Linked DNA regions of Mus musculus: regions 1, 2, 3, 4, 5 and 6 are each linked to region 7. The links are chromatin contacts, called in public HiChIP or PLAC-seq and promoter capture Hi-C maps. All regions are on one chromosome and are shown on one strand. Each heading gives the region's core, a stretch centred on a gene start, on an enhancer-like site or on the middle of the called end of the contact. The rest is flanking DNA. Distances are from core to core; before and after follow the strand shown.

Region 1 (3,457 bases), core at 659-3,158, 510 kb after region 7:
TGTCCCCAAACCCTGCTGTCTTGGAGTTTCTACTGCTGTGATGAAACACCATAACCAAAAATCCAGTTGGAGAAGAAGGGGGTTACGTGACTTACACATCCATATCACTGTCACTGAAAGAAGCCAGAACAGGAACTCAATCAAGGCTGGAGCCTGGAGGCAGGAGCTGCTGATGCACAGGCCATGGAGGGTGCTGCTGACTGGCCCGCTCCCCTGGCTCGCACAGCCTGCCTGCTCCCCTGGCTCGAAGAGCCTGCTTTCTTACAGGGCCCAGACCCCCAGCCCAGGTGGAAACCTTTTCCTACTCACAGTGTCTGGTTATGGTGCTTATGACAGCAACAGAAAGCAAAGGAAGCCATTATTGTTTAGTTTTCTGGGGCTTTTTGTTTTGTTTAGAGAAAGGGACATAGTGCGAACCCAGGCTGTCCGCCAACTCCTGTGGTTTTCTTCTTTGTTCTTTTTTAAACATTTTGCTTATTTAATCATGTATGTGAGAGGGTATATAAGCAAGTGAGCACACGCCACGGCACATTTGTGGAGTCCACACAGCAACTTTCTGGTGTCAATTCTCCCGTCCACAGTGTAAATCCTGGGGCGAGAACTCAAGCTTGTCAGCCTTACCGGCATGCACCATTCAACCACCAAGCCAGTGGGTCACAGCCCAGAGTGAGAACCACTGCTGACTAACCCATCTTCATAGCATCACCACCACCCTGTGCTCCCTTCCCAACCCCCTACCTCTGCCCTTTTTTTTTTCTCTAGTACAGACATACCATGTAGCTGGGATGACCCTGAACTTCTAATCCTGCCTCCACCTCGTAGGCCTGCGGGGCCTGACTTTACTTAGCAGCTGTGTCCTGTACCCAGCCTGTGTCGTATTTCTGTAACTCTCATCTCTAAACCTACTTAGAAAGAGCCTCAAACAATGTCTCTAGGTAAGAGCTGCTCACTAGCAGTAGTCAGAGGAGCTGGGAGTCCAGCAGGTCCCACCTGCGCCTGTGGCATTGACGCGCTGCACTGCCACCTGACTCCAGGCTCCCGGAGCTGCCCCGCAGTCCAGCACCCGGAGACCGGGCCTCAGGATCTGATGCTTCTCATTCATCTCCAGGAGTTTGAAGGCACTGCGGCAGCGGTAACTCTCCACCTTTGCGGCCTTCACAAACGGATCCTTTAGATGCCGCGTGAGCCACAGGTGCTCAGCGCCGGTCCGGCCCCTGTAGTGACACACTGCTGTGTGTAACCTCCGAACCTTAAGGGGAACGCCTACCAGCTTCAGATGCCTGAAATGACGAAAAAAGAGTTAGCGGGTGGGCATTACACAGAGAGGCAAGAAAGTCTTGGTTCAACCTTTTTGTTTCTGCATATGTATGTGCGATATGCATGCACGCATGTGTATTAGCATGTATGTGCACATGTGTCTGCCTGTGTATGGGGGTCCAAAGTAGAGAAGGGACGTCCCCTTCGCTTGCTCTCTACCTTATGTATTGATGTAAGGTCGCCAACCTGCCAGTCTATCTCGCCAGCTTTCTCCAGGGACCCCTTTTCTCTGCCTCCCCAGCACTGGGGTTACATTTGGTCAGCACACATGTCCAGTATTTTGTAGGCTCTGGGGATCCGAACCCCAATCCTCCCGAATGCACAGCTTTATCCACGGAGCCCATACACCTATTTCTATGTTGCAAGCCTCACTCACTCACGTCTGTACATGAATAAACATCGTACACCCGTGTCCCGCTCCCCGGGACGGAGGTCGCCAGCACCCCTCTGCAACACAATTCACTGAGCTCCCTACTACTGTCATCCACTCCGTTCCTGTATGCAAAGACGTCCTTTTAGCGCAGGCAGACGCCGTAACTCACTCACCCGGCCATTGCTGCTTGCTGGTGGTTTCCTCCCGCCGCCGGAAGTCCCGCCCTCGCTTCCAACGCGAGGCTCCGCCCCGGGAAACTTTGGCTGGGGCGCGAAGGTATGGATGGTCCCGGGCGAATGAGATCTGGGTGCGGGAGAGACGCTGGAGGTCGGGAGTGGGGTGCCAGGGAAAATCTGGGGAGAGAAGGGGTAGAAGGACTAGAGAGCAGCTTCAAACCCACCAGGAAAACTGGGGTACTGGGCAGGCCTGAGGTCGGGAAGACCAGGGAAACTACAGAGAGTAGGGAGCAGAAATGAGAGGGAGAGGGGACCTGGGCGGTAAGCTGATGCATGGGCAGTTTGCAGCCTGTCTGTACCGGCCATAGCCCCTGGGAGGGGAGGCTAGGGAACGGCATTTGCAGAGTGCCCCCTGCAGGCAGGTTCTGGGCTCTGCACTCCATGTGCATTGTCTCCAACACCTGCAACACTTGACCTCAATTCAGACCAAAGGTTGTCCAAAGTTCCCTGACACACATCCGATTTACCACCTATCACAGCTACCAGGACACCCTTGTTTGCTTCTAGGCTCTGCCATTTGACCTCGGAGCACTAGTTTTCGCCTCAGAAACGAAGAAAGTAAGTCTTAAACTCTGTTCTTAGTCTTTTTTTTTTTTTTTTTACTTTTTTTATTAGGTATTTTCCTCATTTACATTTCCAATGCTATCCCAAAAGTCCCTCATACCCTCCCCCCCACTCCCCTACCCACCCACTCCCATTTCCATTGCAAAGGGAAACAGTATGGGGACTCTGTTTGAAGCAATGCCAATCAACAGAGCCATAGCCACACCCATTCTACCTGATTCCAATCTATGTCCTCACTGCTCATTTCACTGAGACAAGGAGCTGAGCACGCTGGTGCACGCCTGTCATTCTACACTCAGGTGGTTGAGCGGGAAGATTGTGAGTTTAAGTCCAGAATGGAGAACATGGCACAACTCTGTCTCGTTTAAAATCCTTGCAAAACAAATCACTCATCTGTATGGAATGTGAGGACATTTGTCATCACTCCCTACATGAAAACAATTTACATAGTTTGCATGTAAAGTGGGCCGGAGGATGTCTGTAAGTTACAGGCAAATATGCCATTTCAAAGAAGTGATTTCATCATACTTTAATCCCAGTATCCATGGAAGGGTAAGGTATCCTGGTATCTGTGGATATGAAAGATATCCTGTGGATATCCTGTGGCTATGAAAGACAGCTGTATACAGCCGGTGCTTAATAAGAGATGGCTGACTTTGCTGAGTCAGGAAGCCAGAGGCTCAGGCACAGGCAAGTCAGAACACAGGCCAATGCTAAGCCCACTTCTTCTCCTGACTTACCTCAGCACCAGGCCTAAGCTTCCGGGTCCCTTTTCTTTCCCTTTCTTCTTATTCTGTTTTTAAATTTTAACTTATATTGTGCACATATAGGGTTGTTGGATTTTTTTATTCGAGAACGTATAGGGTTTTAAAAATATTTATTTTGGGGGGCTGGTGAGATGGCTCAGCGGTTAGGAGCGCTGACTGCTCTTCCAAAGGTCCTGAGTTCAAATCCCAGCAACCACATG
Region 2 (3,239 bases), core at 688-3,187, 340 kb before region 7:
GACCCTGTGTTCCTGCACCAGAGTTTTCATGCTGAGAAGCTAAACCAGGACAGAGGCCAACTAGCGAGAGAGTGCACCAGCCAGGTGTCCTCCGCAGAGCAGCCAATGTAATGCTGTTTCCCTAGCAAGAGCCCCCAAAAGTTCTTACCTAGCTGTTTGCAAGTTGGTTCTGAACAGTGCTTCCCCAAGTCAGGAAACTCCATTATAAATGCTGTCCAAAAACACAGATGTATTTAAGTATCACCTGTGGGAATTAGAAGAGAATGAGGTTCTGAGTTGGACCCCAGGGCCTGTCACCTGCAGCCAAAGAGCACAGAGAAGCTATTTGTGAGAAGCACGGGAAACCCAAACCATCCTGGGGCCATGGGAAAGACTGCCATCTCATAAATTCTCAGCAAAGAGCAAAGTGGTCGTTTCATCATAAATACCAAGCCTTGGGTTAATAAGAGAATGCTCTGCGTAGCATGTGGGAGGGGGAAGTTCTAGGTTCAATCCCCAGCTCTGGCAAAAACAAAACAAATGTGGTGAGAGAAAGAAAGGCTTCCCGTATGGAGTCCATAGCTGCCACTGAAAATTATGGTCTCCTTGGAACTCAAGCTGCAGTCTCAACTCCTCAATACACTTGTTGACATCAACAAGATTCGGTGCCAGGTGCTAAGTGGCATCAGTTGACTATGCTCCCCAGAGTAGGCTGTCCCTTGCCTCTCCCTCCCTCATGCCTTCAGTTTTACTTTGTGCACACGCCATAATGACATCAGGCCAGGGCCGATCAAGGCAAGCGGCACTTTAATTAACCACAAGAAACAGACAAGCAGAGAGGCTGGCATCCCGGAGACCAGGCTTGAAGCAAAGTCTCCTCCAAGTCCTGTCACCTATCAAATGACTCGAAACTCTTGCACTTTCCACAGGTCAAGTCCCCAAAGAGCTTTTCACATCTTTCTATTACTTTCTCTGCTGGGAACTTCTTATCTACTCCTTGTTGAGAACTCTCAGGCTTCAGAAGACATCTATTTGACTTGTCAAGGACCAGTCTACAGTGTCACTTCCTCAAACGTCACCTCTAACACCTCTAAGCCAATTCACTTCCCACCCTTCCCCCTTCCTTTCCTACTGCATTTAGTGGTTAGGGTGGATCTCATTCCTGTCGGGGAGGAAACCTTTTAAGTCGTGCACAACAGAATCCGCATTATGAAATGTTTTTGTTCAAAGCAAGCAGCACGTGACGTATTACCAAATGACCACCGACTGTTTCTTTTCTCCCCCCCCCCTTTTTTAAACAGGGGGCCGGGGGCCTAGGACAGACGCTATTTTGTAGTGCTGGCTGTCCCTTAACCCGTTTTGTAGATCACTTTGGCTATCAACTCGGAGATCCGCCTGTCTCTGCCTCTGGAGTGCAGGGATTAAAGGCACGAGCCACCATGCCCTGCTAGTAGACTGTTTCATGAAAGTGTGTCTCACTACTTAGCTCAGGTTAGCCTGGAGCTTGTGATCTAATAACTCAACTCCCCAGCGCTGAGACTACAGGCCTGCAACAACCACTATGCCTGGCTGCCGCGACAATGGCTCAGGGCAGTTGACCTGGGGATGTGAGATGTCACTGTGCTGAGACAGTAACTCCTTGATGGCCAGGCCACGAGAAATCACAGCGCGGAGACGCCAGCCCCTAGTTCACCAGCTCCCCGGGCCCCAGCGGCCCGCAACCACACCGGTACCTGGCACTCACGGGTAGTCAGAGGCGGAGACAGACAAGCGGTGCCCTTTGTGGTTATCCCGGTGACACCGCAGTAGAAACTGCAGCTCCAATCGCCGCGAAGCGCCCGACTTCTCTCAAGGCCGGAAAGCGTAGCATTGCCCCTGCAGCAGCCTGGGCCATTTATCCCCAGCCGACAGATCCAGAGTCATACATCCTGGGCGTTCCCGGCGCGCTCTGATGACGCCACACCAACACCAACCAATCCCCTAACATCTAGAGTCGGCCCGCCAGCGCGCCCAAAATGTCATCGAAGGCCAGCCAATTCCTTCGTGTTATGACCCCCAGAGGGCTGGGCGCCGTGATGACGTCACTTACATGTCACCAATCCAGCAGTTCTACGGCCTTTTCGTCCCTCCCTATCCCCCCGCCTATTTTCTAGAACAGTCAGGCAACATCTCTAGCTTAGGCTGAGTCGTGGTGAGGCAGCTCTGGGTGAGGTGACAGGCTTGCCTGTACCTGAGAGCCTGAGACAGGACCCGGCCGGACGTGAGAATCCTGTGTCTCAGTAGGAGTTCCCTGAGGGCTGGGATCGCGGTATGCACAGATTGATGGCCCATTTGTGAAGCTGTAAGGATCCCAGGACTCGGGGAGGCAGAACGCCAGGGACAGGTCATCTGAACAAACATGCCTTGGAAAAGTGAGGTCCAGTCTACAGAAGAATTACAAGATGATACCCAAAATGCCTGTATCTCTGTTACCAGAGTTGCTGGAGCACGGACTATGCATGTGATTTAAGAAAGATGTTCAGGGCTGGTGAGATGGCTCGGTGGGTAAGAGCACCCGACTGCTCTTCCGAAGGTCAGGAGTTCAAATCCCAGCAACCACATGGTGGCTCACAACCATCCGTAATGAGATCTGACTCCGTCTTCTGGAGTGTCTGAGGACAGCTACAGTGTACTTTAAATAAATAAATAAATAAATAAATCTTAAAAAAAAAAAAAGAAAAAAAAGAAGAAGAAGAAAGAAAGAAAGAAAGATGTTCAAGCCGGGCGGTGGTGGCGCATGCCTTTAATCCCAGCACTCGGGAGGCAGAGGCAGGCGGATTTCTGAGTTTGAGGCCAGCCTGGTCTACAAAGTGAGTTCCAGGACAGCCAGGGCTACACAGAGAAACCCTGTCTCGAAAAAAACCAAAAAAAAAAAAAAAAAAGAAAGAAAGATGTTCAAGTGTTGCTGACCCAAGCTCGAGAATACCAAAGATCTGTGGGCTAGGCTAATAGACCCAGAATACTACTGCTCTGTCCTGATTATTTATGTTTTTAATTAATTATTTATTTATTTCTCAATCTGACATAAACTGAGAAGAGGAGACCACAGTTCAGGAAATAACCTCTATAAGATTGGCCTAGGAAGTACTTTTAAGTTAGTCATTAATATGGAAGGGCTGAGCTCCTTGCGAGTAGTACCACCCCTAGGCTGATTATCCTAGGTGCTATAAGAAAGTAAAAATCAGGCCAGTTGGATGTGTACACCTATAATCGCAGCATGT
Region 3 (3,164 bases), core at 586-3,085, 370 kb before region 7:
GCAAGTGCTTTTACCCACTGAGAACTCCGGTTCTCGGAGATCTGACGCCTCTTCTGAGCTCCATGGGATCCTACGCACACATGGTATACACACACACACACACATTAGCAATTTTAAAAAATAAATGAAAATAATAAAACAAAATTTAAAAGCTTCTCCCAGGGAACAGTGCCAGCAAGAAAGTAAAGACAACTCAGAGCAGTGCTTGTCTCACACATTACAGGCAGGAAATCTGCATGTGGTGGAGCCTGAGAAGAACTCTTTTTGTTTTTCTGCTTTTCAAGACAGGGTTTCTCCATAACCTGGCTGTTGTGGAACTCCCTCTGTAGAGCACACTGGTCTCAAACTCACAGAGATCCACTTGCCTTTGCCTCTAGGGATTAAAGGCATGCATGGCCACCACCACAGAATAACTCTGGCAATTATACAATAAAAGAATTTGGGCACCAGGTGGGGTGGTGCACACCTTTAATCCCAGAGCTCTAGAGGCGGAGGTGGGAAGATCTCTGTGAGTTCGAAGCCAGCCTGGTATACAAAGGGAGTCTAGGACAGCCAGGGCTTGCTATACAGAGAAACCTTCTCTCAAAAAACAAAACAAAAACCAAACAAAAGAAGTGGTGGGGGAGGGGGAGAAAGCAATATGGTTCAGCAGGTAAAGGCGCTTGCCACTAAGCCTGAAGACCTGAGTTCCGTCCCTGCCTAGCCTGTCGAGTCCACTGTCACATACAAGGTAGATGGCTGCTGGGGACCACCTAAAGTTGACCTCTGGCACACACACACACTGCAAACTCTAGAATGGGCAAAGGTCTTGAACAAACAGTGAAGAACATGAAAAGATGCCCAATGTCACTAGTCCTTTAGGAAATGAAATCCAGAGGCACTGACTGCTGCTTCATGCAGCAAGGAAATAAGAAGACAGAGGGCTAGGAGTTCTCAGTGGGTAAAAGCACCTGCCGAACAAGCCTGATAATATGAGTTCGATTCCTGGGACTTACATAAAAAGCTGGATGCAGTGTGTGAATCTGTCGTCTCGTCTCTCCTATGGTGAGATGGAAGGCAGAGACAGGGGGGTAAGCCTGGGGTACACAGTGCAGCAGCAGAAACCAGAAAGACTATGCCTCAGCAAGCTCAAAGAAGGAACAAGACTCCCTTAAATTATCTCCATGGTACCTAAGACCATTAGTAAGAGATCTTCTACAGTCAAAAACCTGGGCTCCCTAGATCTGGGATTCTTATTCTGGCCCCCGTTTCTTCCCAGAGCCTTGAGTGACACCGATACAGAAAAGGAACCCAAAGAATCTTTTTTTTTTTTTTTTTTTTTTTGAACGGAGTCTCATTTAGAAGACATGGCTAGACCGAGCTAGCGGCAATTTTTTTCAGTCCCAGCCTTCAGGATACTGAGACCACAGCTGTGTACCACCACACCCAACTTGTAAGAATGGATACATGGAAGGACTGTTGGGTGCATGAATAAGTGGGTGGGTGGATGAAGGATATAGATGAATGGATGGGTGGGTGCCTGGATGAATAGGTGGGTGGACGGATGGATAATTGGGTAGAGGAGTGGATGGACGTTTAAGTAGACGGAGGAGTGGACGAATGGCTAAGTGGTCGCCTGTATCAACAGGGGTAAATGGGTAGGTGGGTGGTTGAATAGATCTCTGGAAATCCACGTGGAGAGCTGCGCAGAGACGCACAGCCCGGCCCAGGACCGCGTCTCCCCGGGCGGATGCGACAACCCCCCGTCACCCCACCCTACCCAGCACGCACCTGCAGCTCCCACTCTCGCACACCTCTGCCACGCGCCTCCACCACCAGCTCAGCAGGTTCCGCGCCGTCCCGCCCTCAGAAGATCAGCGCTATCCATTGGATCGGGAAGGCGTCCATCTTCCAGCCAGCCAATGGCCGCCGCATGGGAGGGCGCAGCCCTGGCGCAGGATATTGGCGTCATCTCTCTGAGCTGAGAGCGCAGTCAGTTGCCAGGGCAACACCTGGTGGCGTGGGCACGTGCGGCCGAATTCTGGCCGCTGGTGCTGGGCTGAACAGATAGAACACCTCTCAGAGAATTCCAGCAGGTAAAGTTAGAATATCCGAGGGGTGCCGGGCTTGGAGGTGCACGCCTTTCGTCCCAGCCCTAGGGAAGCTAGGAAGAAGGATTAGGAGTTCAAGGCTATCCTCCGCTGTGTAGGGAGTTCAAAGTCGGACCCTGTTGTAGCCTATAATCCCAGCACCAAAGAGATAGAGGGAGGAGGATCAGAAACTCGGGGTCTTCTCGAGATTCATAAAGGCCAGTGAGATGCCTCCGACGGTAAAAGTGTTTATTGTAAAGCTTGGTAACGTTAGTTTGATGTCCAGGATCCATAAATCGGAAGGAAAATCAATTCCCACAAGCTGTCTTCTGACCTCTAAACACACACACACTAAATAAGTAAATATGTACATTTCATAATATATGTATGTGTACACACACACACACAAAGTAGTGAAGAAGTAATGTAAAGGGTCTGGCATAGCTGTCACTGGCCTTGTAACAGGGCCATAGACCTTAGTAGGCCACCAGACCTTAGCACACTGACTCCACATTGGAAGTACCATGAGGCTGTAAAACTTAGCAGCACATAGACAGCACCACCTGCCCAAACTAAAACAAGGGCCTAGTCCATCAGAGTCCATATAGTGCTGGGAAAGTCTCAACACACACTAACCTTGCTTTCCAGCCTCTCTAGTTCCACTTCTGGTTTACTCTTCTTTTTAACTGTGTGTCAACTCGGAACATGGTTTTAGTGCTTAAAAAATCACCTGGAAAAAGGCTCAGTGCTACACTAGGATTCCATCACCCAGTGTAGTTGCTGGACAGCTAATAAAGATTTTCTATTGGCTTAAACCATGTCTAGCAGTCTTCTCTTCAGAGTACCCCACAACAGCCTTTAATTCCAGCATTGGGTCAGAGGCAAGTGGATCTCTACAAGTGTGAGGCCAGCCTGGTCTACATAGTGTGTTCCAGGTTAGCCAAGGCTTAGTGAGACCCTGCTTCAAAATGACAAAATTACAGATGGAGTGGGTGTGATTTATTGCTGATGCTGCTAGCCAACTAAGAGGAGACAGTAAATTCCTTGTGATGCAGAATAGAGAGAGGGGAATTATCAAGCAATGAGAAAAGACAG
Region 4 (3,303 bases), core at 539-3,038, 370 kb after region 7:
CCATTGCCAACAGAGGTTACCAGTGTTTATCCTGTGATATAAAAATGCCTTCAGTGAGAAAGAGAAGCCAAAGGTCAGCCAGGAAGAGAAAACTCAATGGAAACTGCCAGCTGTGGTGTCTGCTGGACGGTGTGCACACCCAACTACATGTTTGTTCCCTAGGGATGGGTCATGTATCTGTCACTTGTCCAGTCACTTGTTATATACTTAATAAAGTCGCTCATTCAAAATCACAAGTACAGCTGGGCAGTGGTGTCACACGCCTTTCATCCCAGTGCTTGCGAGGCAAGAGCAGGCGGATCTCTGTGAGTTTAAAGCCAGCCTGGTCTACAAAGCAAGTTCTGGGATAGCCAGGGATGGGGGATATTACACAGAGAAACTCTGTCTGGAAGGAAAAAACGAAAACCAAAACCCCCACAAGTGTGAGTTCTGCAGGGCATTCACCACACCACATAGAAACCAGTGCTGGAGCGCCAGGTGGTGCAGAGACAGTGTGTTCATGTGTCTCTACGGTCATGGCCAAGCCCAGGTTCTATGTTTAAAACCAAAACAATATGTAGCAGAAGATGGCCTAGACGGCCATCATTGGGAAGAGAGGCCCCTTGGTCTTGCAAACTTTATATGCCTCAGTACAGGGGAACACCAGGGCCAAGAAGTGGGAGTGGGTGGGTAGGGGGGTGGGGGGGGGAGGGTATAGGGGACTTTCCGGATAGCATTTGAAATGTAAATGAAGAAAATACCTAATGAAAAAAAAATAAATTAAAAAACAAAACACTGAAAACCTCTGAGGGCTGGTGCTGCAGCACCATTGACAGAATGCTCGCTCGCCTAGCCTGCAGTTCCCTGGCACTGCATAAACAGGTGTAGTAGTATACACCCGTGATCCTAGCACTTAGGAGGTAGAGACAGAAGATCAGAATTCAAGATCATTCTTGGCTATGTAGCAAATTCAAGGTGGGCCTGAGCTACATGATATCTTGTCTAAGCAATAAAATATAAAGCTGGCATGAAGGCACATGCTGTTAATTCCCCAAAGGCAGAGGCAGGCAGATCTCTGTGAGTTTGAGGCCAGCCTGGACTACAGAGCTAGCTCTAGGACATCTAGGGCTCCATGGCCAAGGGCATTTCTGAAGTAGGTGACATCTCTGTGAGAACTGAGGATCAGTGTGAAGCCCTAATCACCAACATGCCAGTGTTGGGAGGAGCCTGGCCAGGGAGGGGAGGGCACTTGTGATGAGGTGAGGGACATTAGAGGAGACTCTCAGGAGCAGATGCCAAGCAGAAAGACAGCCCCTCCTCACTCGCACATCTGCCAGCACTGCAACCTCAGCCACCTGGCTGCAGGCCCCTGAGGAAAGACAAGCTTGCAAATTAGGAGCCCTAACTAGAGCACAACTGTGACAAGCCCAAACACACCAATAGAACCCCAATTCAGTAACACTTGAGGAGAGGTGTCACACAGACACTTCAGAGCCTTTGTGGTGACAGCCCAAAGCAGTCTGACGCGTACCAATAGCGGTCGTCTCCTACAGATTATAATGGAATTTCCATGTACACGGTGAATTTTTTGTAATTCATCTCTTTCATGAAGCTAAAAAAAAATTAGTAAATTTTTCTTCAAACCTACAGCACCTCTTTATCCTTGGAGGGCTGAGGAACACAGATCAAAACCTGCTAACACAAATGATTTCCAACCTTGAAGTTTGCGGATGAGTCAATGCAGACCTAAGCCGCTGAGTCACCTCTGCGAAGCCACTGTGTGTGCACCAGGAAAACTAGAAGATGCTTGCCCCTCCTGGCTGCTGGGCACAATGCCTGGCATAGCCTGCAGCACTGACCTAAAACATCTCAGGTCAGGAACTAAGCCACCAGGTGCCTATAGGTTCCCAATCGCTACCTCTATGTTAAGAGGAAATGTGCAAAATGTGGATCCCCAAACCGGAGGCATCTGAGCAGTCACCTTCAGTCCCTACACCATGTGCACTGGGCAAGAAGGGGTCAGCATGTCCATGCTTCCTCCCAGCCCACCAGGGAGTCTCTAAAAACTGAAAGAAAATTACAGAAATCTGCTTGTCCAGTGAGTGAAGAATTAACAGGGACCTTCCAGAGACAGAGTTATGGCCCCAGAAATAGATGACAGGGACAATAAATGATAAGTAAATAGATGACAGGCCAATAAATTAGCCCTATAGTCTGCACCGGGCCCTATCCCTAAACCCAGGAAATACTCACCCATGTAATTAGGGCAAGCCCTAACAAAGCCACAGGGAGTCAGATTGTAGTGGTCAGTGAGCGTTTTTTCCAGTGACCATCATGATGTCAGATGCTCTCAGACAGTAAGACAGGGAGTTGGGGAAGGGTCTGCCAATAGAGCTTTGAAAGTGACAGGATTTCTTAGACCAAGATACAGACACACAGAAGAGGAACAGTGTGCTAGGTAGCCTCCTCTGATAAGACGCCCCCTGTGAGCAGACATGGAAGAGAAGGAGGTGGGACTTTACAAAAGACAAAGAAACAGAAGGAAAGTGCCTAGAAACCTTGTGCTCAGGGCCACCCTAGGTAGGAAGGCTGTTTGGCAGGAATCTCACAACAGGCTAAGTCACCACTCAGGAGGACCTTCCAAGGCAGTCAGTATGACTGACAACCAGACTCTGGGTGATTCAGGCTTATTTCTGGTAGGTGTGGCCTTCAGGGAAAAAACAGCCAACAGAGAGCTACATATTCAACAGAAGATGGGAGAAGTCCAGGTTAGACAGATCCATCCCCACTCCCCTCACACACGCCAGCCAGAGATGTGGTAAGACATAAGCTCTGCATCCCTGTGGATGTCACATCCTAGGTGGCCACTGTTGTCTATTCCCAGCTACCCCCTAGGAAGGTATTTAATTTCTAAACAACTTCCACCACAGACAGCAAAGGCACCAGCACTGAGCACATAGCACTCACAAGTGCTACCAGCATCAAGGCGAGGTGGCCATACCTATATTACTGAGTCTGCAGGCAGAGCTAGGATGCTCCACACTGTCCCCGTGTCCTTACCAAAGGGCAAGGCTCTGCTGGTGAAAGGATGCTCCTGGCACACCCTTAGGAGGTTTGCAATGGACCCTAAGGGCAGTCAGATGTGGAGCAAACCTCAGGAGGTTATGTCGGTATGTCTAGCCTGAGCCATGAGGTAGTTCTGGAATCTGTAGGAGAGGTAAGGATCCCAAATACAGGAGGAGGCAAGTGGCAGCTGTGCACTGGGTCCTGCAGTGGGGCAGCCTGATACAAACTCAGAAGGAGCCCATTTCCCCAGCACCCTTG
Region 5 (3,441 bases), core at 213-2,712, 460 kb after region 7:
GGCTGTCCTAATCTGTGGCAGGCAGGTCCCCTTGCTATTTGTACCCTCAGCTCATACCATGGCATTGGACTCTGTGACCATGTTTCTAAACCCTGAAGCTACTTTATAGGGACTAGGTCCCTTAAAATCTCCTCAAGGGAGTCCTATGTCCTTCAGATACCTCCAGGTTACTATGTGAGGCACAATTTGACCAAGGTCAAGATTCTAACCAAGAGAGGTACTACCTGAAGCTTGGAAACACCACCCCACCCTGTACTAGGCTCATGCCCAACACATGCCCAACACTGTCAAATAAGGGCACAAGATGCTGGTAGATTCTTGCAGACCAAGACAAGAGAAAACTTCCTGGTATACCAGAGCAGAAAGTTATCAGGAAGTAAGCTAAGCTACTAAGAAGGAAGAGACAGGTTCTATGCTGCCTTTAAACCAAGTGACTGATAGTGGTTTTGAAAACCAAATTGTTTTGCTTGTTTATGCTACCATAGAAGGAACCCAGGGCCTCACACATGCTAAGCAAGCACTCTACCACTGAGCCACACCCCAGCCCCTCATTGGGGGACTCTAGGCAGGGGCTCTACTACTGAGCTACACCACAGCCCTTCATTGGGGGATTCTAGGCAGGGGCTCTACCACTGAGCTACATGCTCAGGCCAAAAGTAAAGTTTTATTGGACATAGCATCGCTGGGTTCAGTTACTCATACTGTCATGGTGGCTGTTGGTTTGGTTTTTTTTTTTTTTTTTTAAGACTACAACAATGACCTATAGCCCACAGTGCCTTCAACGCCAAACCATCACACTTCATAATTTGCAGATAACTGAGAAGCAACACCTACCAACATGCCTCCAACAGTTCATCCAAGCTACAGTAAACAATAAAACGGTCCAAACTAAAGGCAAGACCAATAACAGCACTCTCCTCAATAAAAAAAAAAAAAGCTATAATTTAAAGAAAATGAAAATCAGCGTGCTACAACTTGTCTAGCCTAAAAGGCAGCTGATACCTGTATTCTATAATTGCAATCCCAATAAACAGCAAGATGCTCCTGAGACCGAAGCACAATAAACTATACCAGAGAAGAGGGGGAAAGGCGGGGGAGCAAGTAGGAAGCCAGAGAACTGCGGATCTGAATGTCTTCCATGAAGACTCGTAAGCAATTCCTATCAGCTCAAGAGCAGCCGAGCAGCGGTGCACTGGGGAATGGACTGAGTGGAGCCGCCCTCCTCGAGGCGGGAGGACTGTTTGGGTCCACAGAACTGAAGAGGAGTTTGCGCGTAATAAAGAATTAATTGCTAATCTTCTACCTCGGCCGCCTCCACAGAGGAGATGGTATTGTGTTGCTGCCTCAAAAGTTAAATGTTTCCTCTCCCAAGTGACGGCTGCCTGCGCTCTACCTGGCAGCCTCCACCAGGCAGCCTCCACGCCAGGAGCAGTTCCAGATCCAGCTGGGAGGCAGGGCAAAGGTGGTGGGCGGAGCAAGCCTTCCAGCAGGCCTTGCCAAAGTACTACAGACAGGTCTGTAAGAGAGCCTCCAGCTGGGGCTTCCTGCCACATGTGCCTGTGCTATGCTCCAAAATGGCGGCCCCTGGCAGAAAGGAAATGTGACAGCATGGGACTGAACAGCCCACAGAGACTTCGGGCCAGCTGCCTGGCACAGGTGGCAGGCCAGATGGATGGAGGTTACCAAGAGCAGAGCCCACCACGCTTCAGGAGCAGCCACGCAGCCCAGCAAGACACAGGCATACTTGGCTGACATTGGGTCACTGGTCCCTCCAAGGGCCTCTCGTCCCACACCATCAGGCAGAGGCCATAAAGAGCCACAGGCAGATGAGGAAGAGTAGAGAAGCTACCAAGGTACAGGCTAGACTGTAGCTACTATACAGCATTGATATCCTGAATGGTGTATCCAGCAAGCAACTAAGAAACCTCAGAACCATCCGAACAAGAACTATCTTCAAACTAGTGGGCTGTGGGTTCTCTAAAAAGGCACCTGTTTCCTGCCCTAGGCTGTGTTCCCATCAACAGCATCAAACCAGCAAATACGCAACAGGTCTGGCCCCAATCCAATAGGGTGCCCTAGAACACGTACCAGGTGTACAGTCCACAAACACAGGTCACCTGGCTGCTACCAGACTACTACCTCTAATGACAAGTTACAGAATAAACATTCCTAAGTCCCACACCCCAGTTTGCATAGGCCATAGGAAGCCAGAGCCTCTGAGGATAGACAGATCCACACTAAGAGCAGGTCACAGGCCTCCTCTGGTTCACTCTAGCATCCCTCCAGTACAAGCATACTTTGGCCTATGAAATACCAGCCTGATGAGTCTACCTGAACACAACTCCACTTGGCATGAGATTCCTCACTTATAGACAGAACTGAGTGAACCAACCACAACTCTACCCAAACTGAGATCCCACACTTAAGGGAAGAACTATGTGAAAACTGTTTCCCTAATGGGGCTGTATTTCAGTTGGCAGAATGCTTGCTGAGCATGCACGAAAGTGAGACCCCATGAACTGGGCAGACATAGTGGTGGACACCTATAATCTCATCACTGGGGAGGCAGAGCAGAAAAATCAGGAGTTCAAAGTCATTCCTGGATACTTAGCAAGTTCAAGATTAGCCTAAGACACTATCTCAAAAACCAAAACCAGGGTCAGAGACATGGATCAGGGGATAGAGAGGAACCTGTGACCAAGCCTGCCTACCTGAGTTTGGTACTGGCACCCACATGGTGGAACCTACATGTAGAAAGAAATAACTGACATCCACAGACCACACTCTGGCCACCATATTGCATCATAGCACATGTGTGCATACATATCCATATACTAAATAAATAAATGGAATAAAAACATTATTTTTAAAGACAAGAACAAAATAAGGAAGAAAAAAAAAAGCAATTCAGAGGCTTTTCTGGCTCGAGAATGAGCAGAGAGATCACTGCATTTTCCAGACAAGTACCCAGGTGTGCAATCCCAGGATTTTCCTAGCACTCGTGTTAAGATGAAGAAGTGCTGTGTGTAACATTTGTCATGTGCTCCACTGGCACCATTCAACAAGTGCTCCCAACCATGATCTCTGCAAATGCCAAGCTTCAGCCAAAGCCAGACTCCCAGGACATCCTGACAGCTGTCGCTATGTCCCATTGTCAAGCTGTGTGTGTTCTGAAGACATGGAATGATGCCTGCAGCTTATGGTCTGGCACTCTGTGTCCTATGAGTGTGACATGTGTAACAGCTACAGTGACAGTGCTTCATGCTTCATTTCAGAATCCTCCACCTGCCACCACCCAGCCAGCATCTTGCCCAACCAAAGGCAGGAGGTGGCCTCCTGGAGCCTAGGGACAAGGCCAGAGTCAAGCGGAGAAGATACATGGGCAGCAGGAGCTGGGAAACTACTCTTGAAACCTGCCTCTGAGCCCATCTTCCCCACAGC
Region 6 (3,158 bases), core at 289-2,788, 470 kb before region 7:
GGTCTTCGCTGAAGCCATGGGGACTCTCATGCTGGCATGGGAGTTCGTGCCTGCTCCCGGAGGGGCTGCAGACTCCAGCCCTGATCATCCTGACAGTCTCCTGTCCCACCCTGCCTGGCTTTTCTACACCTACCTCCACATCCCATTCATTGTCCCTGATGGCCAGGCAAATCTCAGCTCACCAGCTACCGTGCAGACACCACAGCACACCATCTGCCTTGACTTCCTCCTTTCCAATACAAGCAAACGGAGCCACACCAATCCTCCCCTGGGATTGTGACATCAGAGTCCTGTTGGTCCCTCTGCCTCTGATTTCCATAGCCCTCGCTCCTGGCCAAGTCTGGCACATAGCAACTGCTCAATAAGGATTTCTTGCAGCGATTATGTAGATTTTCCTGTCTGGGTAGGGGCCCTAGCTTGGATATTCTGTAAGTGGCCTTGGTGGCAGTTGGTTGAAACATGACCCAGACATCCACAGTAGCGACAGGGAGCTGTCGCAGCCCAGGCTCACGCTGTTGCAGGGAAGAGAGGTGCTAGGGTGAATGCAGTCTAGGCTGGGCTTCTCTCCACAGACAAGACCTGGCTGTAAGGACTGCGGATGGCTTCTGCGCCTTCCTCAGCTCAGCATTTGTGCAGGGCGTGGATAACACCCCAGGGAATAGGCCCCGTGGTGAGGGGCCCTGCTTGGGGGGTAGGACTCCAGGTGCCTCATGTTGAGGCAGGCTGCGGGGAAGCAACCCAGCTACTTCTGGTGCCAAGAGCCACCCGCCCGCAGAGCCCTTTCTCACAGAGGCACCTCCTCCCCAGTGAGGCCTCCAGGGTTTAAGAGACAGGATTAGAGCCCAGACAGCTAGGGCTGTAAACCCAGCCACCTGCTGGGTCTGTTCACGGTCTCCTAAATGGGATGGCCCCTCAGTGTCTGGGTGGTTGTGCCCCTTACTCCAGGCTGCTGGGGTGAGAGCTCCCTCAGCTTCAGCAGACACTCACTGCTTCTGAAGGCTATGAGCTTTGAGGTCCTTGTGGTGAGAGAGGTCCTTGATGGCTGCACAGGGCATTCAGTGTACCTGCTGGGCACTAGGGTCCTGAGGACACAGGGGACCCTCATCCTTTCTTTCAGGATGAGGGTCTAGTCTCAGAGTCCCGTAAGTTCTACTTTGACGGGAGGCCACGGAGAACTATTGGTTCCCAAAGTGGGGGACAGAATAGACATGGCTCTGACTGTGACACTGGAACCTGAGGAGACATGGAGGGATGGATGTAGGTATCTTGGAAGCCTGACCTCGCCTGGCCCAGGCTTGGATAACCTGTGACCAAAACGTCTTGGCTCTGTACTGCCGACAGAGGTCCTTTCAGCCCCCAACCCAGGCCCCCTGCCACAGAGGAGACCCCACATTCCACATAACCTGTAGCTTTAAGCCTCCTGTTGGGCTGTCTCCTGCAAACTGCTCATTCCACATTCTCGGGGTGGTGGGGTGGGTGGGGTGCCGGCACGCCCTGGGGAGGATGGCTATAAGGCAGAGGGCTCACTGGGCCCCTGGAGAGCTGAGGATTTGCCATCCAGCTGTTCACATGGCTCTGCTGCTCCTGGGTGTCTGGGGGATCTTGCTACTTCTGGGGCTGTGGGGACTGCTCCAGGGCTGCACCCGGAGCCCCTCCCTGGCTCCTCGGTGGCCCCCTGGGCCTCGCCCTCTGCCGTTCCTGGGGAACCTGCATTTGCTGGGTGTGACCCAACAAGACCGGGCACTGATGGAGGTAGGGTGGGCGACCCTATTTCATCTCACAGCTCACATGGTGTCTGTGTCCCAGCACTGACAAGGGAAGCCAGGGGGGATTCAGGATGCCAGAGGCTTGTCCCAGAGAGCAGATGTTGGAAGCAAGAGTGGCCTAGGCTAGGGAGATAGCTCATTGTAGTGTGTTTGCTTAGCATTCACAAGAGCCTGGTTCTATCCCAGAATTGCAAATAAAAGATAGATAGATAGATAGATAGATAGATAGATAGATAGATAGATAGATAGATAGATAGATACGTAGGTAGGTAGGTAGGTAGGTAGGTAGATAGATAGATAGATAGATAGATAGATAGATAGATAGATGGGACAGGACAGCAGCCAAGGGTCAGGGCTCAGGATTGGTGAGCAGGGTGGGCTCTGGAACAATGAGGAAGAGACTGGCAGGTGTGTCTAGAAGTGTTGGAAATGTGGCAGGGCAGCAGTGCCCTTGTCTGGGTAGGGTATTAGCTAGGTACGGCTTCTCCCTAGAACTCAGACATGAAGGTAAGCTGGCTGCACCGCCACTGGCCAGGGTTAACTGGCTCAGTAGGGTGGAGGTCCTTGAATTTTGTCTGGGGACTCTTGTTTGCAGAGAAGTCCACACAACTGCAGAGCTAGCTTGAAGTGGCTCTGCCACACCTTTCCTAGGGTGGGTCAGGCTAGACTCCGACGTGGCTGCCGGCACTAGGTTCAGAGGCTCAGGCCCTACCTCGGGGCCCAGTCTGAGGAGCAGAGATCAGGCAGATCCAGCCATGGCTCTGGGTGAGACCCACAAATTCCACTCTAGCTTTCTCATTTTTTTTCAACGGTTTCTCTTTGAAGTGGGGTGATGGAAGTTTGAACATTTGAACAGCGCCCCCTCCTGGGGAGACTGGAGGGGCTCTTGGGGTTCTCTCCAGCTCTTAAGCTTCCAGCCTACATACAGTACGGCTGTATGTAACTCTTAGAGGGTGGGTGGAGGCTGCCTGTCTGACACCTGTCTGTCCCCACCAGCTCTCAGAACGCTACGGGCCCATGTTCACAATCCATCTGGGATCTCAGAAGACCGTGGTGCTGTCGGGCTATGAGGTGGTGAGGGAGGCCTTGGTTGGAACCGGGCATGAGCTAGCCGACCGGCCCCCAATTCCCATCTTCCAGCACATCCAGCGAGGTGGGGGTAGGTGGGCATTGGGGTTCCTTGCCAGATGGGGGGGAGACTAGGCCTCTTGGATTGGTACTAGGGAGAGACAGGATCAGCCTATTGCAAGACAGGAGAAGTATGACCCAGGGTAACCTCCGAATGGGAGGGGCATGGAGTTGAGCCTGCCCCCCCACCCCGAGTGGGCCCCCTGTTCCCTGCATGCATCATCAGATGGGGCGTGGCTGGCACTCATGGCTCATGTCTACCTG
Region 7 (3,430 bases), core at 372-2,871:
TACTCAGACTATCAGGCTTGCATACCCTTTAGCCCCTGAGCCAACTCAATGCTCCCTGCCTTTCTAACAGAGGGTGTCATGTAGCCCAAGCAAGCCTTATGGGAATGAAACTGAACCCTGATTCTCCTGATCCCACCTCCCAAGTGCTGGGACTACAGCAGCCAGCATGTCACCATAACCAGTAGTTTGCTTTATTTCTTCTCCTTCTTTTTTGCTTATGCAGGGAGAATAAGGTCTATCCCTTAGCTGGCCTCAGCTCAGTCTGATCACAAACTTGTAGCAATTTTTCTGCCGCAGCCTCCCCCTGAAAGGATTACAGGTGTGTATAGTCACACTGGGGACAAACACTGTCTGCTCCTAATGCTTTCCTTAAGAGACCTAGGCCAGCGTCTCACGCTTTCCCCAAACCCCCTAAGCTAGGACAACAGTGATTCAGAGCACCACGTGGACTGCATAAAGCAGACAGAGGGAACTGCCCAGGAGGCAGTATTAAGACTTTTCCTTGGTACCTCTGCCTACCGTCTCTCTGGTTACTCCTAATCAAGACAGACAGGCCTGCAAAGGGAACTGTTGTCAAGACTCAAGAAGCAGACATAAACATAGAGCCATCAGGACAGGGTCAAACTGAGGAAATGGCTATGTCATAAAAATCAATCCCTCCCCGAGTGTTGAGTAAAATGCTAACACGCTGGGAAAAGCATCACTCGAGCCAGCCAGGACACCCTCAGTCCAGAATGGCCCTGGAAAATGCTCACTGCGCATAGTTTGGGTACGTATGGAGTTGTGCCTATCAGGCACCCCATATCCCTATGGACAAATGACAGCAGAAAAAAAGATGCTCTCAACTCCCATTACCTCGTCCTGCCCGAGGAGGACTCTCGTGGTGAGCACTGGCTTGCTGATGTCATTGGCCACATTGCTGGGCTCCAAGGACACTAGCGTACCCATCTTCCCGAACTGGGTCACCACAACTAGGATGTGGCTGCTGAAGGCCGTGCAGACCACCTGGGTGGGCACACCGCACACCACTTCTGTCTTCTGTTTAGATACTACCAGTGGTTTGTCTTCCATGGTCCCGTTCTTCAGCGGAGGCTTTAGTTTTAAAAGAAAAGAAAACAAGGGATGGAGCAATCAGAATCGGACACAACCTGGAGCTCGACAGCAGAAATGACAAGCGGCCCATTCCAAGCTGCACGTGGTGGCACATGTCTGCCATCCCAGGACAGGGGACGCTGAGGCTGGAGAAGTCCCAGTTCGAGGCCAGCCTGAGCTACATGGGGGAGACCCTGTTATCAATACCACGCCCCAACCCAAAAGCGAGTGCGCGCATGCTCGTGCGGGCTTTTGTGAGCGTCTTTGTCCCGCCGCACTGCTTGCGATGACCGCCATCCCCGCGACTAGCTGTCCCACTTCCAGATTATCAGGGATGAGGAAAACGGCCGAGCTCACCGGGGAGCCCCGACGGCGCAGGACTGGGGATGGCTGGATCACTACTGACAGCAGTTGGGACCGAAACCCTCGGCAACCAGCGCTCACCCCACCAGCAGCGCCAGAAAGCGGTTTCAGGGAGCAACTAAGCCAGCAATGGTTTAGCAGAAGTCCCGGCGAGAACTTCCGGTTCCTGTCCGTTGGGCCTAAGGTCCGTAGGCCACGGCAGTCCCAGGGCCTAAGGTTCCGTGCTGCAAAGGAGCCGTCCAGGCTTCGTGTTAAAGGGACAGTGTGCCTCTCCGAGCTCCAGGATCTCGGTGGCGGTGCTTGACCACCTGTGTAGGGAGCTTTGTGTCCTAGCTGTGGACACAAAATAATATTTGTTTTAATATTATTAATATTTTAATATTTGTTTTCACTTGGTGTGTACCTGGCTTTGGCTAAGGCACACTTAATATACAGTAACTTGTTTCGTCTGTTTGTCTGTCAGTTTTGCCTCTTTTAGTCACGGTATCTCCGTGTAGCCCTAGTTGTCCTGGAACTCACTATGTCGACCAGGCTGGCCTCAAACTCACATATCCTCCCGAGTTCTAGGATTATTTCCTCCTCCTCCTCCTCCTCCTCCTCCTCCTCCTCCTCCTCCTCCTCCTCCTCCTCCTCCTCCTCCTCCTTCTTTTCCTCTTCTCCTCCTCCCCCTCCTCTTCTGTTTTTTGAGACAGGGTCACAAGTACCCTAGGTTGATCAAGGAAAATATTGAACTCCTGATTCTCCTTCCAAGTGCAGGGATGACAGGAACACACCCCACACATGGTTTGCTGGTGTGGGGATAACATCCAGGAGTTTATGTATGCTACGCAAGCATTCACAAACTGAGCCAAATCCCAACCATCATTTTTTTCTCCTTCCCTCTTTCTTTCATTTTTTTCCTTTTTTCTTGTGGGTATCGAGGAGCAAGTCTCATTTACACTAATTATTGTTCATCTTGCAGAATACTTAAAAGAATTAAACAGTATTTGTTTGTTTGTTTATTTATTTGCATGAGTATTTTTGCCTTCCTGTATATGGTGTCATGTGCATGCAGTACCCACAGAGGCCAGAAGAGGGTGTTGTGTTTCCTAGATTTGGAGTTACAGACAGTTATGTGCTGCCATGTAGGTGATGGGAACTGAACCTGGTCCTCAGCAAGAGCAACAAGTGGTGCTCTTAATGGTGACCTGTTAAATCAAAGCACTTTTTTCTTAAAATTATAGACTGTAAATTGAGCATATCCCCCTTCCCTCTATCTTCCCTTTTCTCCCCTCCTTCCTGTTTGTTTTCTTAAATGTACACCACACACACACACACACACACACACACACACACACACACACACACGGTTCAGTGTGACTATGTAAAATCTAGGCCCCACCAGTCAGAGAAAACATATGGTGTCTGTCTTTCTGAGACTGGCATAATTTGCTTAACACGATTATCTTCGGTTTCATCTACTTTCAAGAATAACATAAACTCACTCTTTTGTGTGTGGGTTCCTGTGTGTGTGTGTGTGTGTGTGTGTGTGTGTATACATATGTATGAAGGTCAGAGGTCAGTTTCCTCAGGCCCCTTCTACCCTTCTTCTTTCTTTTGTTCTTTTCTCTCCTTCTCCCCACTCTCTCTTATTTCCTTTCTTTAGGCAGAATCACACTGTGTAGCCTCGGTTGGTCTGGAACTCATTACGTAGACCAGGCTGGTCTCAAACTCAGAGATTCACTTGCCTCTGCTTGGGCGAAAGGTGTGGCTGCCACCATGCCCGTTATACCTTGTTTCTTGAGCCAGGGCCTAGAGCTTACTAATTAGGATAGGCTGGCTGTCGGCAAGGCTGGGGATCAGGTCTAGGTTTGTTCCCTTTCCCTAGTGCTGGGATTGTAGGCTGTACCAGACCTCCTGGATTTTCAATATGGCCTCTATTTTGTTTGTTTTGGGTTTTTGGTTCTCTCTCTCTCTCTCTCTCTCTCTCTCTCTC

Evidence for each region. Promoter capture Hi-C pulls out the DNA fragments that hold promoters and counts their contacts. HiChIP or PLAC-seq counts read pairs in DNA pulled down with a chosen protein or histone mark.
Region 1: a contact with region 7 is called in a promoter capture Hi-C map of the HPC-7 cell line. The contact joins the promoter of Mrm2 here to the promoter of Psmg3 in region 7. A contact is called at or near these places in 31 of 39 promoter capture datasets (the 3T3-L1 cell line, 3T3-L1-derived adipocytes, the C10 cell line and 20 more), 6 of 15 datasets of contacts at CTCF or cohesin (the G1E-ER4 cell line, the NIH/3T3 cell line, embryonic stem cells and 3 more), 111 of 484 Hi-C or Micro-C datasets (the AtT-20 cell line, B cells, the Ba/F3 cell line and 64 more), 53 of 115 datasets of contacts at active chromatin or transcription factors (the 230-238 cell line, the HPC-7 cell line, the NIH/3T3 cell line and 34 more) and 5 of 9 other capture datasets (adipose tissue, embryonic stem cells, liver and 2 more).
Region 2: a promoter capture Hi-C map of erythroid cells shows a contact between it and region 7, with 22 times the contacts expected there. The contact joins the promoter of Zfand2a here to the promoter of Psmg3 in region 7. A contact is called at or near these places in 1 of 39 promoter capture datasets (erythroid cells), 3 of 115 datasets of contacts at active chromatin or transcription factors (bone marrow-derived macrophages, memory CD8 T cells and pancreatic cancer cells) and 2 of 9 other capture datasets (adipose tissue and pancreatic islet).
Region 3: a contact with region 7 is called in a promoter capture Hi-C map of hematopoietic stem and progenitor cells. The contact joins the promoter of 3110082I17Rik here to the promoter of Psmg3 in region 7. A contact is called at or near these places in 6 of 39 promoter capture datasets (the 3T3-L1 cell line, the HPC-7 cell line, embryonic stem cells and 2 more).
Region 4: a contact with region 7 is called in a promoter capture Hi-C map of liver, with 4 times the contacts expected there. The contact joins the enhancer-like site here to the promoter of Psmg3 in region 7. A contact is called at or near these places in 14 of 39 promoter capture datasets (the 3T3-L1 cell line, the C10 cell line, the HPC-7 cell line and 7 more), 1 of 15 datasets of contacts at CTCF or cohesin (large pre-B cells), 17 of 484 Hi-C or Micro-C datasets (the Ba/F3 cell line, the C2C12 cell line, the HL-1 cell line and 14 more), 17 of 115 datasets of contacts at active chromatin or transcription factors (SST interneurons, T-cell acute lymphoblastic leukemia, bone marrow-derived macrophages and 11 more) and 3 of 9 other capture datasets (adipose tissue, embryonic stem cells and liver).
Region 5: a promoter capture Hi-C map of embryonic stem cells shows a contact between it and region 7, with 5 times the contacts expected there. The contact joins the enhancer-like site here to the promoter of Psmg3 in region 7. A contact is called at or near these places in 19 of 39 promoter capture datasets (the 3T3-L1 cell line, the C10 cell line, the HPC-7 cell line and 11 more), 7 of 15 datasets of contacts at CTCF or cohesin (the NIH/3T3 cell line, embryonic stem cells, hippocampal excitatory neurons and 3 more), 131 of 484 Hi-C or Micro-C datasets (the AML12 cell line, the AtT-20 cell line, B cells and 68 more), 25 of 115 datasets of contacts at active chromatin or transcription factors (the 230-238 cell line, the HPC-7 cell line, PVALB interneurons and 17 more) and 4 of 9 other capture datasets (adipose tissue, embryonic stem cells, liver and 1 more).
Region 6: a contact with region 7 is called in a FOXA1 HiChIP or PLAC-seq map of pancreatic cancer cells. The contact joins the promoter of Cyp2w1 here to the promoter of Psmg3 in region 7. A contact is called at or near these places in 1 of 39 promoter capture datasets (erythroid cells) and 1 of 115 datasets of contacts at active chromatin or transcription factors (pancreatic cancer cells).

The regions. Positions count from the first base shown.
Region 1 is chr5:140,329,990-140,333,446 of GRCm38.p6, forward strand. Mrm2 (mitochondrial rRNA methyltransferase 2) reads right to left here and starts at 1,909. Exons shown (of 3, transcript NM_026510.1): 1 at 1,864-1,909; 2 at 991-1,280. The coding sequence starts at 1,871. It overlaps Nudt1 (nudix (nucleoside diphosphate linked moiety X)-type motif 1), which reads left to right and starts at 1,871. Exons shown (of 5, transcript NM_008637.2): 1 at 1,871-1,966; 2 at 2,434-2,484.
Region 2 is chr5:139,482,554-139,485,792 of GRCm38.p6, forward strand. It overlaps Zfand2a (zinc finger, AN1-type domain 2A), which reads right to left and starts at 1,938. Exons shown (of 7, transcript NM_001159908.1): 1 at 1,724-1,938; 2 at 149-244. The coding sequence starts at 203.
Region 3 is chr5:139,458,699-139,461,862 of GRCm38.p6, forward strand. It overlaps 3110082I17Rik (RIKEN cDNA 3110082I17 gene), which reads right to left and starts at 1,836. Exons shown (of 5, transcript NM_028469.3): 1 at 1,771-1,836.
Region 4 is chr5:140,200,008-140,203,310 of GRCm38.p6, forward strand. All of the region lies in intron 10 of Mad1l1 (MAD1 mitotic arrest deficient 1-like 1), which reads right to left. Among named protein-coding and RNA genes, the nearest start is that of Gm16120, 6.4 kb to the right of the region's middle. Within about 2 kb of position 1,789, at least 34 of the 459 cell types and tissues checked have an H3K27ac peak or open chromatin away from gene starts, as enhancers often do. A contact at or near this core is called in the HL-1 cell line, T-cell acute lymphoblastic leukemia, double positive thymocytes and 3 more, where this site is marked.
Region 5 is chr5:140,281,054-140,284,494 of GRCm38.p6, forward strand. The region is part of intron 9 of Mad1l1 (MAD1 mitotic arrest deficient 1-like 1); the gene reads right to left. Among named protein-coding and RNA genes, the nearest start is that of Mad1l1, 39 kb to the right of the region's middle. Within about 2 kb of position 1,463, at least 48 of the 459 cell types and tissues checked have an H3K27ac peak or open chromatin away from gene starts, as enhancers often do. A contact at or near this core is called in the AtT-20 cell line, DN3 thymocytes, T-cell acute lymphoblastic leukemia and 5 more, where this site is marked.
Region 6 is chr5:139,351,078-139,354,235 of GRCm38.p6, forward strand. It overlaps Cyp2w1 (cytochrome P450, family 2, subfamily w, polypeptide 1), which reads left to right and starts at 1,539. Exons shown (of 9, transcript NM_001160265.2): 1 at 1,539-1,752; 2 at 2,763-2,925. The coding sequence starts at 1,570.
Region 7 is chr5:139,825,273-139,828,702 of GRCm38.p6, forward strand. Psmg3 (proteasome (prosome, macropain) assembly chaperone 3) reads right to left here and starts at 1,622. Exons shown (of 3, transcript NM_025604.4): 1 at 1,450-1,622; 2 at 856-1,092. The coding sequence starts at 1,071.